2 separate regions of the Mus musculus genome follow, and region 2 is linked to region 1. Evidence: chromatin contacts called from public HiChIP or PLAC-seq data. All regions are on one chromosome and are shown on one strand. The core of a region is the stretch at or near the end of the contact, and the rest is flanking DNA. Distances in the headings are between cores, read along the strand shown. Region 1 overlaps Abcc5 (ATP-binding cassette, sub-family C (CFTR/MRP), member 5). Region 2 holds the start of Camk2n2 (calcium/calmodulin-dependent protein kinase II inhibitor 2).

What was found. HiChIP or PLAC-seq counts read pairs in DNA pulled down with a chosen protein or histone mark.
Region 2: an H3K27ac HiChIP or PLAC-seq map of embryonic stem cells shows a contact between it and region 1, with 7 read pairs. The contact joins the promoter of Camk2n2 here to the enhancer-like site in region 1. A contact is called at or near these places in 4 of 39 promoter capture datasets (the 3T3-L1 cell line, liver, macrophages and 1 more), 2 of 484 Hi-C or Micro-C datasets (the HPC-7 cell line and embryonic stem cells), 3 of 115 datasets of contacts at active chromatin or transcription factors (embryonic stem cells and pancreatic cancer cells) and 2 of 9 other capture datasets (adipose tissue and liver).

The regions. Positions count from the first base shown.
Region 1 is chr16:20,360,293-20,363,841 of GRCm38.p6, reverse strand. It overlaps Abcc5 (ATP-binding cassette, sub-family C (CFTR/MRP), member 5), which reads left to right. Exons shown (of 30, transcript NM_013790.2): 24 at 1,571-1,660. Among named protein-coding and RNA genes, the nearest start is that of Cyp2ab1, 37 kb to the right of the region's middle. Within about 2 kb of position 1,516, at least 23 of the 459 cell types and tissues checked have an H3K27ac peak or open chromatin away from gene starts, as enhancers often do. A contact at or near this core is called in embryonic stem cells, where this site is marked.
Region 2 is chr16:20,619,999-20,623,547 of GRCm38.p6, reverse strand. Camk2n2 (calcium/calmodulin-dependent protein kinase II inhibitor 2) reads left to right here and starts at 2,270. Exons shown (of 2, transcript NM_028420.2): 1 at 2,270-2,522; 2 at 3,305-3,549. The coding sequence starts at 2,354. The coding sequence ends at 3,375. The region is part of intron 2 of Eef1akmt4-ece2 (Eef1akmt4-Ece2 readthrough); the gene reads right to left.

The sequences.
Region 1 (3,549 bases), core at 267-2,766:
CTCACTAATGTAGACCAACCTAGCCTTGAACTCAGAAATAAATCTGCCTGCCTCAGCCTTCTGAGTGTTGGGATTAAAGCTGTATGCCACCATGCCTAGCACAGAAATATTCAATACCAGTAGTTGGGAGGCAGAGACAATGGGATCCCGATGATTTGAGACCAGACTTGCATACATAGCAAGTTCCAGGACAGCCAAGTAGGACCCTGTCTCAGAAAAAGGAAAGAAAAGAAATACACATTATCCTCTAAGGAAACACATGAAAGTGTGCCTGTAGGTGTGCTCACCGCCGTTTCATCGCTGGGACCTTCATACTTTCCTGAGTAGTGTACCAGCTTCCATTTGCTGCTCACTGTGCTTTCTGTTTAGAATCCTTTTTCTCCCAATGTGATAAATAAGCAGAAGCCGCTCATCCCGAGGGATGATTGAAGGACCTCAAATAGCTCCAAACGAGTCTGTGAATTTGACCACTGACTATTTAAAGGTGTTTGACATCAGTCCACACAAGTAATTTCTATCAATTTTTTGGGAGTGAGGGGGGTTGGAGACAGGGTTTCTCTGTGTAGCCCTGGCTGTCCTGGAACTCACTTTGCAGACCAGGCTGGCCTCGAACTCAGAAATCCGCCTGCCTCTGCCTCCCGAGTGCTGGGATTAAAGGCGTGCGGCACCACGCCCGGCTTCTATCAAATTTTAAAAGTGTTATTGGAGCTGTATTATATTTTAGAGAGGCATGAGCTGAAATACTTAACTATATCATGGTAGTGTTAGGGTTCTGCTCCACAGAATGGAGTGGAACCGTTGGGAATGTACGTGAAGCAGCATTGACTATAAATGGATTATGTATTCAGGGAACATTCTGGCTCCCAGGAGTTATTATACTATCATACTGTTGTGTGATATTTTTTTTCTTTGAGACAGGGTTTCTCTGTGTAGCTCTAGCTGTCCTGGAATTCACTCTGTAGACCAGGCTAGCCTCAAACTTAGAAGTCCACCTGCCTCTGCCTCCCAAGTGCTGGGATTAAAGGCGTAAGCCACCACCACCCGGCCTGTTATGTGATTTTTGGCTGTTTTGTTTGTTTTTAAACATATTGCAAAGATAAAAATAAGGCAAATGAACTCCAAAGAGGGTGTCTTTGTGCATGCCCAGGCTTCTGTCTAGACTCACCAGCTGGCTGTGTGCCACACAGTCTTCTAAGGTGCACAGGGCTGTGCTGTCTCTTACAGCACTTCCTGGAAGTGTTTTCCCTACTTGCTTACAGGTTGGACTGTCCGTGTGTTCTGGTTGCCAGTAACAGGCTGAGGGTGGTTCAGCGGTTACACAGCTTAAGACATGTGTTACTGGAAACCAAGAGCACAAAAGCATGGTGCACCAGTGTGACTCGGTGCTGTGTTCTATGAGGGTATTGGGTGTGGTGTTAAGTGCAAGACAACCACTGAGGCTGGAGACTTCATGCTGCATGTGTGGGCGCTGGTTGGATCTGTGTGGCGGCTGCAGGTTTAGGAAGCGCCCTCTGCCTGCTCGCCCTGTACTGACACGGCTTCTCTCTTCGCTCCTGTCTCTTACTTTCAGTTAACTGGACTATTCCAGTTCACCGTCAGACTGGCATCGGAGACAGAAGCACGGTTCACTTCCGTGGAGAGGATCAACCACTATATCAAGGTCAGGATGCTGCAGGCCTTTCTGGCTCCTTTTGGAGTTCTTTTGTTCTTTCTGTCCTGAATGTGGGTGAGGAGCCTCACTTTCTCTACCTGTCTCATCCCCACTTCTGAGGCTCAGCAGTCTCAACCTTAAGAGTTCCTGAAGAACTGGCTGCTTTCTAGAGTTAAACGTGTCACACTCAGAAACCTTGTTTTTCAGTTAAGCTAATGTAACATTGTTGGGGCGGGCCAGAGGCTCACATGTCCGGTTTCGAGCCTGGAAGGCATCTTGGAATCTGGAAGAGAAGAGGGAACCTAGGCTGGTTGAGAAATAATGAAACCAAGACATGCTAGTCTGCTCAAGGTTCAAATTTTTAATGGCGGACATGCTTTATAAAAGAGGGGGGAAAGTCCATTCCCGCCAATTCATCCTTGGAGCGGGTGTAATCTCTAGAATAGCTCTGGGGGGCCTCTCATCAGGTAGCAGTATCTTGAAGAAGAACAGTGGCAGTGGCAGAACAATAGGGTGATCTAGGCAGGAAGGCTCCACCCTACATAATCTCCTTAGTGGCAGCAAGGTCAGGTTCTAGATAGCCTGCTTCAGGCTTATGGGAGACTACATAACATTTTCCTTATACTCATTAAAACCATACACCATTTTCTATACTTAATTTTTTTTTTTTACTTTTATTTGAGATTGTGTTTTAGTTACAGTATTTCTGCCTCCCTCTCTTCCGTCCACCCCCCCTACTCCCTTTATGCCCCTCCCCACTCTCTCTCAAGTTCACGGTCCCTTTCTCCATCAATTGTAATTGCATGCGTATATATTTTTTCCCCAAATACAGCTTTGCGTTATGTATGTAGCTGTATTGTCAGGGAAGAGGCACCCAGGTAAGTTCCAGCTCAGGGCTCTCTCTTGGGCCCTGTCTCTGAAGTATAAACCATACGTCATTTTCATTCTTAATCTGGTCTAGTTGAGTTCATACAGTGTCGCTTGTATGTATGTATGTATGTATGTATGTATGTATGTATGTATGTTTTCAGGGCTGCCTGACTGGCTGGCAGTACGGGAAGAGTACCAGCTGCGTGCTCTTCCCTGGGAGGGCCTCCTCCCCCACTTCCAGCTTTTTCAGCTGCCGTAGTGCTTCGTGCAGGCCTGAGGCTTTCAGTGCCTTTCCTGTGGAGTTTGGCCTGTGCACTGGTGTCCTCCTTGTTCAGCTCATGTTTGGGGAGCCATGTTACTGAGACCTTATGGGGGTTGCTTCTGAAATTACTAGGAGACACAATCTCACAGCCAAGTTTCTGGTCCTCTGGCTGCTACAGCCTCCCTGCCCCTCTTCTACAATGTTCCCCAGCCTTAGGTTTGGAAGGAAGTATTTTGTAGCTGCATCCTCAGGGAACGGGCATTCGGGTCAGTTTCAGCTCAGGGGGCTCTGGGCCCTGCTTCTGAAGTAAATTAAAGAATAAAGTAAAATATGTTATTTGAATATATAGTCTGGACTAATTCCTTGACTAAGGATGGCCGCCAGGATCCCTTGCTGAACCTTTGATGGAGATTAGTATAGGATGAAATTTAAAGTGGAAATTCTTCCTAACCTGGAGAAAATAATCGATAACCCAAATGATCTCCACTGAGACCTGTTAAGTTTACTCAACAACCTTTAAATACAATAACTGAGCAGCTATTCCTAACACTGTGCTATCTAACCACTTCCCAGCCACACACCTGAGTTATTGCAGTGTGAGTTGCCCTGACTTGCTCTGCTACATATGTGTTCTCATGGCGGATTCTCTGGCTGACTCTTCCTCACACCTGATCTCATGATCTCCTTTCTCCCCCTGCCTCCTGGCCCTTCTCCTGGATCCTTACAAGCTTCTCTCTAGCTCTTCTCCCTGGGTCCCCGACTGGGA
Region 2 (3,549 bases), core at 1,021-3,520, 260 kb before region 1:
AATAAAATAAAAATGAATTCCAGATTAAATTATTGACTTTATCTCTCTTCTCTTGCTAGAGAGAGATTTGCTTCAGTTCCCACATGCTATCATTCTTGGCAAGAATCCCAGGGTTCTTTCTTCATCGATTTAGGTGAGTGGCTGCTCAGTTCTGAAACAATGCAGCTTAGCTCAGGGCTGTTTCACCCACAAAACTGGCCTTAATGAATAGCTTCTATTTTCTCTGTTTAAACTAGAATCGCAGCTCAGAGAGATCACATGACACACTTATTGGGAAGATGAAGAGTATACTGCTAAGATTTTGGTGGCTTTATTTTTCTAAAGTTATATAAGTAGCAATGATTTTTGTTTGTTTTTGGACAAGGTCTCATTATGTAGCCCTGAACTTACTGTGTAGATGCAGCTGGCCTCAGACTCACAGAGATCAGCCTGACTGATCACAGAGATGAATGGCCAACTCCACCAGGACCAACACAAATGATTTTTAAAAACACGATTATTGGGCCTTCAATTCAAGGTCATTCAGAAAATGGCAGATTCTGGATTGAAAGTCATAGCTGTGCAACTTCCAGGGGAAGGAGGTGTTTTGGACAATCTGATCACCCAGAGTTATTCTGTCCTTCCTTTCAGATGTCAGGGTCAGTCTTTCTCACCCCAGGGCTCAGTTGGGGACCATTCCTCCCAGCCAAAAAGATGGCGTACAGGAGTGTTAGAAGGAACCCCTGTTAGGCTACACCCCAGAGGTAATCTCAATCACTCCTCTTCCCTATCCCACAGGCCCTGTTCAGAGTCCTGACAGCAGAGACCTTTGCATTAAACACCCGAAGGGAGAAAAATCAGCAACCCAGCAATCTCACTAGCGTGATTTGGCGGGACTAAAGGGAAGGTGTCTTGCTTGGAGCATGGGCAAAAGCAATAGCGTCATTATTGTCTTTACCAGCCCGTCACTGTGAGTGAATGTGAGACACACCCTCCCTCCCAAGGCCAGTGATTGCGCCAGAGCCCTCTCGCGCCAGAGAGCGGGTGACGCTGCAGCTGACTGCTAGCAGGGCAGGGGCGGGGTTTGTGGGGGGGCGGGGGGCGCAAGAGGTGAAAGGAAGTGTGCGTGTTCTTTTCAGGGGAGGGAGAGAACTCTACCCCAGGCCCCAGCAACAAGGGCGGGGGACACCCTGTCCCTGCTGATGCTTATTAGCGCGCGCCTCTTGCTCAGGCACTCCGGGCTTCCCTGCGTCATCCGCATCCAGGGCGCCCGCCGCGACGCTGCCATTCATTTCTCCCACACTGCCAGCTAGAGCAAGCCTCCCAGGCTGAGGGAACCGCGTGGAGCGACTGGCGCTTTGAGTCTGGATTTTGGCGCCAACAGCGGTCCTAGGGTTTGTGGGGAGTCTATTCTGGCGCGCGCTGCGGTTGCAGTGTTTAAGATCCTTCCCCTGAAAGGCCGCAACGCAGTCTCGGGGGACAGACCCAGTGGTACTCATACAGGGACCAGGTATGCAGACAGATACAGAAATTCAAAACTAGCACACAGAGACCAAGATCAGATACACAGAGGTAGACTGACAGATGCTCAGACAGTCGAATACAAATTGGCCAACTGATGGAGACCTACGCGCAACCAGGATACAGGAACGCGCCAAGCACGGTGGCACCACCCCCAGGCCCGAGCTCTTCCCGCGCTCCAGTCGGATGGTTCCTTCCCCTCTCTCTACGCGTAGTTGGCCCTTTCCCGGTCGCGTTTCAGAGCCCAGGGCTGTGTTCACAGCCAGCCTGGCCGTCGCCTTCTGGGGCCCCGCCGCGCCCCCAGCTTTTGGCGCTCAGTTCTCTGTTGCTCTCCCCTAACCGCGGGTGCCGTCACTCCCCTTCTCCCCTAAGCACTCGGCTAGCCGCTCCCGCCTAGCTGTCGCCTGCACCGGCCGCTGCGGTTCCCCCGGGCCCACGTGGCGGCCATTCCCGGCCACCTCGCGGGAACCTCCCACGGCCGCGCGTTCCACTCCAGGGATCACCGGACTCCCTCGAACCGCTGGGCCCCGCCTCTTTCCGCTGGCCGGTTCCCGCCCCGCCTCCACCGCGCCCCGCCCGCCGTTCTCTGCCGCAGTCGGGCGCTCATCGTCATTCCGCTCTCGCCGCCGCCGCCGCCCCCGCCCCGCCCCCGCCCGGTCCCCGCCGCTGCCGCCGCCGCCTGCCCAGCGGCCCGGGAGGCGGAGGCGCGGGGGAGGAGGCCCCGCTCGGCTCCGCAGTCCCGGATGCTGTATGACTTCATCCTTCCGCCGGCTCCCCTGCTGAGCTAGGGCCGGTCCGGCAGCTAGCCTCTGCCCGTGCCCCGCCGCAGTCCCTAGCCCGCCCGGTGCCCGCCATGTCCGAGATCCTACCCTACGGTGAGGACAAGATGGGCCGCTTCGGCGCAGACCCCGAAGGTTCCGACCTCTCTTTCAGCTGCCGCCTGCAGGACACCAACTCCTTCTTCGCTGGCAACCAGGCCAAGCGGCCCCCCAAGCTGGGCCAGATCGGCCGAGCCAAGAGAGGTACGCGGCCCGGGCCCGGAGTCGCCGCCTGACCCAGAAACCCTTCGCCTGGCGTCCCCAGGCTGCCGTTCCCCGTCAAGTGGCAGCTGCTCTTGCCGCAGACCAGCGCAGCCAGCTGCGTACCCGCCCGGGGTGGGGAGGGTCCCTGCTGTGGAGTTGTCCCATTCTTTCCCTCTCCCGGGAATACTGTGTCCCGGATTCGAAGCTCTCCACTTCTGGAAAAAGAGCCCCGGCTCCTGGTCAAGGGGGAGGGGCCGCTTAGGGTATTTGGGGCTGCTTGGCACTGGGAACACAAGGTGGTGGGCCAATTCCTTGGGCTGAGATGAGTAGGTGGATGTTACTGGAGGGCACCGAGGCCAGGGGTTCGGTCGTCTTGATTGTTTGTATTGGGAGGGGACTCAGGAAGGCACTATCAAAACAGGGATTCAGGTAGAGGAAAGGGTTACACCAGGTGACAGTTTCATCTGAGCTCAGTTCGAGGAGGGGGTTGTGTCGAAGGCAGAGGTTTCTGGTCGGCTTAGATGGAGGAAGGCTCAGGTGACGGGAGGGTTCGCATTGGGAGTCTTCGGAAGAGGGGTGTTCCCACATAGGGAGGTTTGGGTGCCAGGCTTGGTAGCAGGTAGGGTCCGCGGGAGAGTTCGGGTAGGGAGGGCATAGGGTTTTGAGCCGTGTCGCGGAAACACAGGCAGTAGAGTAGATCTGCGCGGGGCTTGAGGACACCGGCCCCACTGTCGCCGCCGCCCCCCGAGACCGCGCGGCTGATGCGCTTTCTCCCTGCGCAGTGGTGATCGAGGATGACCGGATAGACGACGTGCTGAAGGGGATGGGGGAGAAGCCTCCGTCCGGAGTGTAGACGCGCCGGCTCTGGCGGCGGGCTCCGGGCCCAGCCCCGCAGCGGCCAGGAGCACGGGCCGGCGATGCGGCTGCCGGCGCACCCCCGCCCGGGGCCGAGGTGCCTACGGGCGGGGGCTGCAGGGCCACGCCGCCACGGGGTCAGTGTTGCTACCGCCGCTGCCAGGCGCTCCGG